Linked DNA regions of Zea mays: region 2 is linked to region 1. Evidence: chromatin contacts called from public Hi-C data. All regions are on one chromosome and are shown on one strand. Each heading gives the region's core, a stretch centred on a gene start, on an enhancer-like site or on the middle of the called end of the contact. The rest is flanking DNA. Distances are from core to core; before and after follow the strand shown. Region 1 has its middle 54 kb from the start of LOC100282993. Region 2 holds the start of LOC103629310 (phospholipid-transporting ATPase 10).

Region 1 (3,235 bases), core at 425-2,924:
AAACAAAGGATTTACTAGCACAAAGACTCTAAATACTCTAATAACATAACCAAACTCTTCAACCATGCAAGGGAACCATGTCTCCATATCCAAGTACTCCATCAATACCTTAAGCAAGGATCTAACTCTCTAACATTGAACCCTATGAGCTATGGCTATTAAGAGACTAGAACACACAAAGCTCCAAAGTTAGGAGAAAAACACTAGACCATAGTGACAGTAACTGAAGCTGGTCTGCATTGCACATGCGTGATAGAGCTAGTTAGGACACCATTTACTTCCAAATTTATATAGTACCAAGACAAGCTACCACAAGTAAACTTGCTTACTAATACTTGGTCTCCAATTTTGCTACACAAAATATATCTCCTAACTGCATAGAACAACCCCAAGGAAACTCCAATGTTGAGCCAACGTACTGAAATGTCCAATTTTAGATGTCTGGAATAGCCTAACATCAACCTGACAACCTAACTTTAAGCAATATTTACACCTAGTTCTGTATAGCTCTAAGGTCAAATAGCTTAATCAAGTTTGTGCTCCTAGAACATATATACAAGGTTGCTATAATGACCAACAACTAAAAACTCATGGATTCAATGCTATAGTGCTTCAAAGTTGACCCCATTCACTGCAACCAGTTTCAGTTAACTGAAACAGGCACCCATTAAGTCTGTTGGAAGGATTTGCAACCTCATTTACTCTAATTTTCACACAAGAACAAATCCAACTCTTTATATGAAACATGTTCTCCTTCAAATGGTCTTTGACTGTGCTATAAGATTCTTAGTCCAAGACCTTATGGACTGGTCACAAAGTTGCTCCAAACTGGGAACCAAATATTAAAACTTTAGTTGCAGTTAATTGAATTCAGTTCAGAGAAAAATAAGCCTGACAGCACACCTTTAGGCACTAATTACTCCCAACTCTAAGTAGTGTCAAGGGCATAACCCTCACCAAATTTTACTCCCCTAACACTGGTATTCAAGTTTTCTATAGCAACTATAGTCTAAAACTACTTAGATTGGTCACAAAACACCTCCAAACTGAGTACCCAACACTGCAATTTCAGGTTTCAGATCTGAATAAAAATCTAGTCCAACTAACATGACAGTCCAAGTTCTCAGTGGGTGCATGAAACTGCTCGGGGAAGACGTACGTTGGCTGGTCGACGATGAAACTAAACACGGCGACGATTTGTGGTGGCACGACTATGTTCTGGCCACTATGAGGTGAAGGAGGTTGTGGCCGTGGTCACCACTAGCAGGGAGATAACGCGCTGTGCACAAGGGCTGACCGAGTTGGTGGCTGGGGAGAGAGGGCTATCTCTAGTATGGACACAAGAACTTCATATTCTTTGTTGTGGTCTGAGGGTAGAGCTCAAGACGGGGAGGTAATCCTCGCTGAAACCTACCCTATAAACACCTGAATATGGGGCAAGGTGGCCCTGCACCTGTCCAACATGCAGTGAGGAAATGTTTTGAGGGTGCCAACATTATATGAGCAACCCATATGTGGCTTTCATGCATCAATATCTCACCAGCTCGTAGCCACACCATATTCACTGAACCTGGTCAACTTAACCAGCCAAAATATCCCATGTCCAGTAAACACAGACAGAAGAATGATAAGTGAACACTCCACTGTGAGCAGACTCAACAGGCCCAACTTGATATTTCTGGGGTCTCCCTTTGTTGTCCACCCAAGTCTTATCTCAGCCTGAGCTCACCAGTTTAGGACAGCGGGGGAAGATCTTTTCTGCAACTCCAAACCTGATCCATAGTCAGATAGCTACTTTCCCCTCCACTATCTCCAGAACAGACCAACTCCTAGATATCTTTCTGCAGTGGGAAACCTTCAGCACCTAAGCTATGTACCTCGTCCCCACTAACACTTATCCCTATGAAAACTTAAACACATAGGTGAAGTTCAGCAGGATAGGGAGATTCTTGTTCAGACTACTAAATCAGCATTGAACTAGACTAAAACAGCCAATACTGCCATTGCAGAACCCCCTGTTTAATCCCTTCTATCTAATAAATCTCCTCACAACAGAGCTATATTTCTTAACTAACATTACTCTCCAACTATAGCCCTTTCTATTTGATATAACACTCCAGGGCTGAAACTACTCAGAACTGAAGTTGTGGTGTTCCAAACTATAGCAAAAACAACTAAACACTCAATTTCAGTTTTACTGATCAACCCACACTATCTCTGACATTGGAAATTGCAGCACCATTTTCTCCTAATTGTATACATTAGCCACACCAAGTCTTTGCATGAACTTGTTCTCCTATACCTAGTCTTTGACTTTGCTATGGGGTTCCCAATCTAATATCCCTTGGATCAATTACTACAGAGCTCCAAAATATGGTAAAAACTCACTGAATCTCACAGCAACAGTTAACTAGATCCACACCTCTAAAGTCTGACAGAGGAAATTGGGGTATACTTTACTCTCGGATTTGTGTAGAACCAAGTCCAACCCTCTTTATGAAACTTGTTCTCTGTACCATGGGCTCCAACTTTGCTATATAGTTCTTAGTTCAAAACTCCTTCATTTGGTTATAAAAGGACTCCAAACTAAGCATCAAACACTGATTTTCAGTTTGCAGTGAACTGAATACAGTTCAGTTTTAGCCACACACAGTCCAACTTTGAGCAAGCTTTACTCCACTTTTTATGTGGAACCAAACCAAACTTACTTAAAGGAACTTGTTCGCCATCATATGGGATTTAACTCCTCTATAAACACCACATCACAAAATTCCTTAGATTTGCCACAAAGAGGCTCCAAAAATAGCCATCAACACTGAATTTTTAGCTGCAGACCACTGTCCACCATCTGAAACTCTAGAAATCTGCCAAGCCCTATTTGGACCACCCTCCTTTTCCTAGTGGCATATACTTTGAATGGCAAGTTGCTTAATAAAGTTTATACTCCAACAGTCCCTCTACAAAATTTATATAGTGACCATTAACCAAAACCTCTTGTATTCCAAACTACAATAGCCCAAAGTTTGCTCCAAATGATGATATTCAGACTCTAAATTCCACTAAGTCTGAAATCCACAATTTCTAACAACTTTACTTTTTACCAGTTTTTCTCTTAAGTTCCATAGAGTGTTAGGGCTATAACTTTGTATTCCTCATATAGCTCTATAACTTATATTCCTCATATAGCTCTATAACTTTGTTATAATGACCATCTTCAAAATGTTTATAGATCAAA
Region 2 (3,235 bases), core at 474-2,973, 650 kb before region 1:
AGAAAGGAAAGGCCCCAATGGCTAGTAGTCCTCAAAGGAACCATGCTTTTATTTATGATAGAAAAATTGCTAGTCGTTCTCATTATAATAAGAGTTATGTTCATACTGCTTATAACGATTCACATGCTATGTTTGCCTCTAGCTCTATTTTTGTGCATGGTAGAAGTAGGCCTATGAGAAATAATGTTGTGTCTCATGTGCCTAGGAAAATGTGCAATGAATCTACTACTGTTTTTCATGTTTGCAACATTTGTGTGTACTTTCATCAATTTAAACCACAGTTATATTCGTATAGACCAATTTAGCACACAGACATAGTTCATCAATCATTAGTTTAACTCGTAGGTCATAAACATCACACATACACATAAATGATATGTATATGGTTTTGTTTTGCTGAAATGTGATATCTCGTTTAGCTCGCGAGCTGGCTCGTTAACGAACCGAGCTAGGTTGTCAGATCATCTCGTGAAAAAGTTAAATGAGTCGAACCGAGCTGATCACGAACCTAGCGAGCCGACGAGCCACGAGCATTTCGTTCAGCACTATCTCCATCTAACACGTAAGCATTCGTTTTTAGAGTGTTTGGTTTCGGAACAAAGTGGGTTGGGTTGAAACCGACCCATTTTTGTGGGTTGGATCGGACCCGTTCCTTGTTTGGTTGAAGTGACGGGTTGAACACAATTTCTTGTTTGATTACAGGGTTGAAGTGGGTTGAAGCTGCACCGTCTCTTGTTTGGTTTCGTGATGAGGGATGAATTAAGGATGAACTGAATATGGTCACCTTCCTGATCACATTACCGCACTAAGAATGGTATCTTTAATTCCAAATGCTTCTCACCTTGTGGTGTCGGTAGGGGACATGGAGGTGGTATCGGTGGATGGTGGCAGGGGCTGGATCACGGCATAAACAACGTCGTTGGGAGGCGCGGACGGGGGTGTAGCGCGCTGGAGGACAGGTCGGTGGGGGCAGTCCGACGACGGGAGAACACACCGGCGCCGGAGGGCAGGGCGGCGGAGGACTCTGATGGCGGGCGTGGTCGGGGGTGCATCGCGTCGGAGGGCAGGCCGACGGGGGAGCCGATGACTGGATAACAGGTCGGCGGTGGCGGTGCGCCCTGCGCAGGCTGCGCTTGGGTGAAGATATGGTGTGACCGCGTGGGTGACATGAGGGGTGGAGAGGAAGTGGGTCGGAGTGGTTCGATTGTTTTTGAGGAACTCCTAGAATCCGCATTTTAAAGGGATATTTTGATCTGAAACCAACTTAACCTACTAGCCTTTTGAACCAAACATGAGTTGATGCAGGTTCAACCTGTTCCAACTCGTATCAACCCGTTAACAAACACACTGCTTTCTTTTGTGACTGGGTGGACGAATGAAGCGAGAGGACCAAGGGTCGGTAGGAGTCATAGAAATCGATAATTCCAATTCCTGATTAAAAAGTTGCTCTATGAAAAAAAATATTGTAGAACACATCAAAATTTTTTCCAAAAAAAAACGTAGTTGTAGCAGCAGCGCATTTGTTTGGCCGGTATCTTCTAGAAGATTGGAAGGGACATGGGGCGGCCAGGCAAGTCAACGATGACTGAGGGAGAGGAGAGGGAGCACTCCGGATTCAACAAATTCTTTCCAAGCAAACGCACGAGAGGTGGGCCATTTCCCATCTGCCATTTGGGGGGGTTGGTTGGCTACTACCCCTTGGTTTGTACTCCGTGTCCGTTTGGCGGGCGGGACAGAGACGGAGCCCCTCCCCCGTCTGCCTCGTCTTATTATTCTTCCTCCATTTTGAGTTGATTTGATTCAGTCTCCCCCTGGCTGCCAAACGCGGCCGGGCCATGCCATCCCTTCTTCTTGGTCTCTGCGCGGAGCTTTCCAAGCAACAAGAAAGCTGTTGCTCCTCCTAATCTCCTATCCTGTTGTACTAAGCAAAGCATATATTGACCACGCACGAACAGAGCGACCAATCCCCCTGTCCCCTCCCTTCCCCTTTTATTTGCGTGTTCCTTTCCTTCCCTCTCCTCTCCATCTCATCTGGGTTTCCGTTTGTCAGCTCAGCCGAGCTCCTTTAGTTTTTTTTTTCACTTAGGGATTCAATTGATTTGATTTGATTTTGATTCAAGGCGGCAGCCAGCAGCAGTAGCAGCTACTTCTTCTCCATTTGTAACCGCAGCAGGGATTTCCAGTATAACACAATACAATACAATGGCCGGCGAAGATGACGGCAACGCCACCAACGGCCGGCGGCGGCGGCGGAGGTCCGCCGTGCGCCTCAGCAAGCTCTACAGCTATGCGTGCGGCCGCCGGCCCAGCGTGGCCGACGACCACTCCGTGTCCAGGATAGGAGGCCCCGGCTTCTCCAGGGTGGTCACGGTCAACGCCGGCGGCGGCGAGCCTTCAGCGGCTGCAGCTGACCTGCTGCAGCAGCAGCAGCAGCAGATGGCCTCCAGCAACTCCATCTCCACCACCAAGTACAACCTCTTCACCTTCCTGCCCAAGTCCCTCTTCGAGCAGTTCCGCCGCGTCGCCAACATCTACTTCCTCCTCTCCGCCGGCATCGCCTACAGCCCCCTCGCCGCCTACAGCTCCTCCAGCGCCATTGCGCCGCTTGTCATCGTCCTCGTCGCCACCATGATCAAGGAGGCAATCGAAGACTGGAGGAGGAACCAGCAGGTACCGTACTACTATCCAACTTCACTTCAATTTCTTCTTCTTCTTCTTCTCTGTCAAAACAATTAATTTGATTGATTACATACTCGGTCTGTCTCGGTGAGTGAAATGAATCATGAAAGAATGAATGATCCGTTCCAGGACACGGAGGTGAACAACAGGAAGACTCAGGTCTTCCAGGTCAACAACATCGGCGGCGGCGGCGGCTTCCGCGATGCCAAATGGAAGGACATCCGCGTGGGCGACATCGTCAAGGTCCACAAGGACGAATTCTTCCCGGCTGACCTCGTCCTGCTCTCCTCTAGCTACGACGACGCCATCTGCTACGTGGAGACCATGAACCTGGACGGCGAGACCAACCTGAAGCTGAAGCAGTCCCTGGAGGCCACCTCCGCCTCGCTGCCGCCGGACGACGGCGCCAGCTTCGGGGCCTTCCGGGGCGCCGTCGTGCGGTGCGAGGACCCCAACGCGCACCTCTACACCTTCGTCGGGAACATCGAGATGGACGGCCGGCAGCACCCCCTGTCGCCGCAGCAGCTCCTGCTCAGGGACTCCAAGCTCCGCAACA

What was found. Hi-C and Micro-C count contacts between places; a contact is called where the count stands out from the background.
Region 2: a Hi-C map of leaf shows a contact between it and region 1, with 6 times the contacts expected there. The contact joins the promoter of LOC103629310 here to the enhancer-like site in region 1. A contact is called at or near these places in 2 of 25 Hi-C or Micro-C datasets (both in leaf).

Annotation. Positions count from the first base shown.
Region 1 is chr6:53,220,665-53,223,899 of Zm-B73-REFERENCE-NAM-5.0, reverse strand. No RefSeq gene overlaps it. Among protein-coding and RNA genes, the nearest start is that of LOC100282993, 54 kb to the right of the region's middle. Within about 2 kb of position 1,674, at least 7 of the 20 cell types and tissues checked have an H3K27ac peak or open chromatin away from gene starts, as enhancers often do. A contact at or near this core is called in leaf, where this site is marked.
Region 2 is chr6:53,875,116-53,878,350 of Zm-B73-REFERENCE-NAM-5.0, reverse strand. It overlaps LOC103629310 (phospholipid-transporting ATPase 10), which reads left to right and starts at 1,723. Exons shown (of 9, transcript XM_020540234.2): 1 at 1,723-2,670; 2 at 2,809-3,235. The coding sequence starts at 2,203.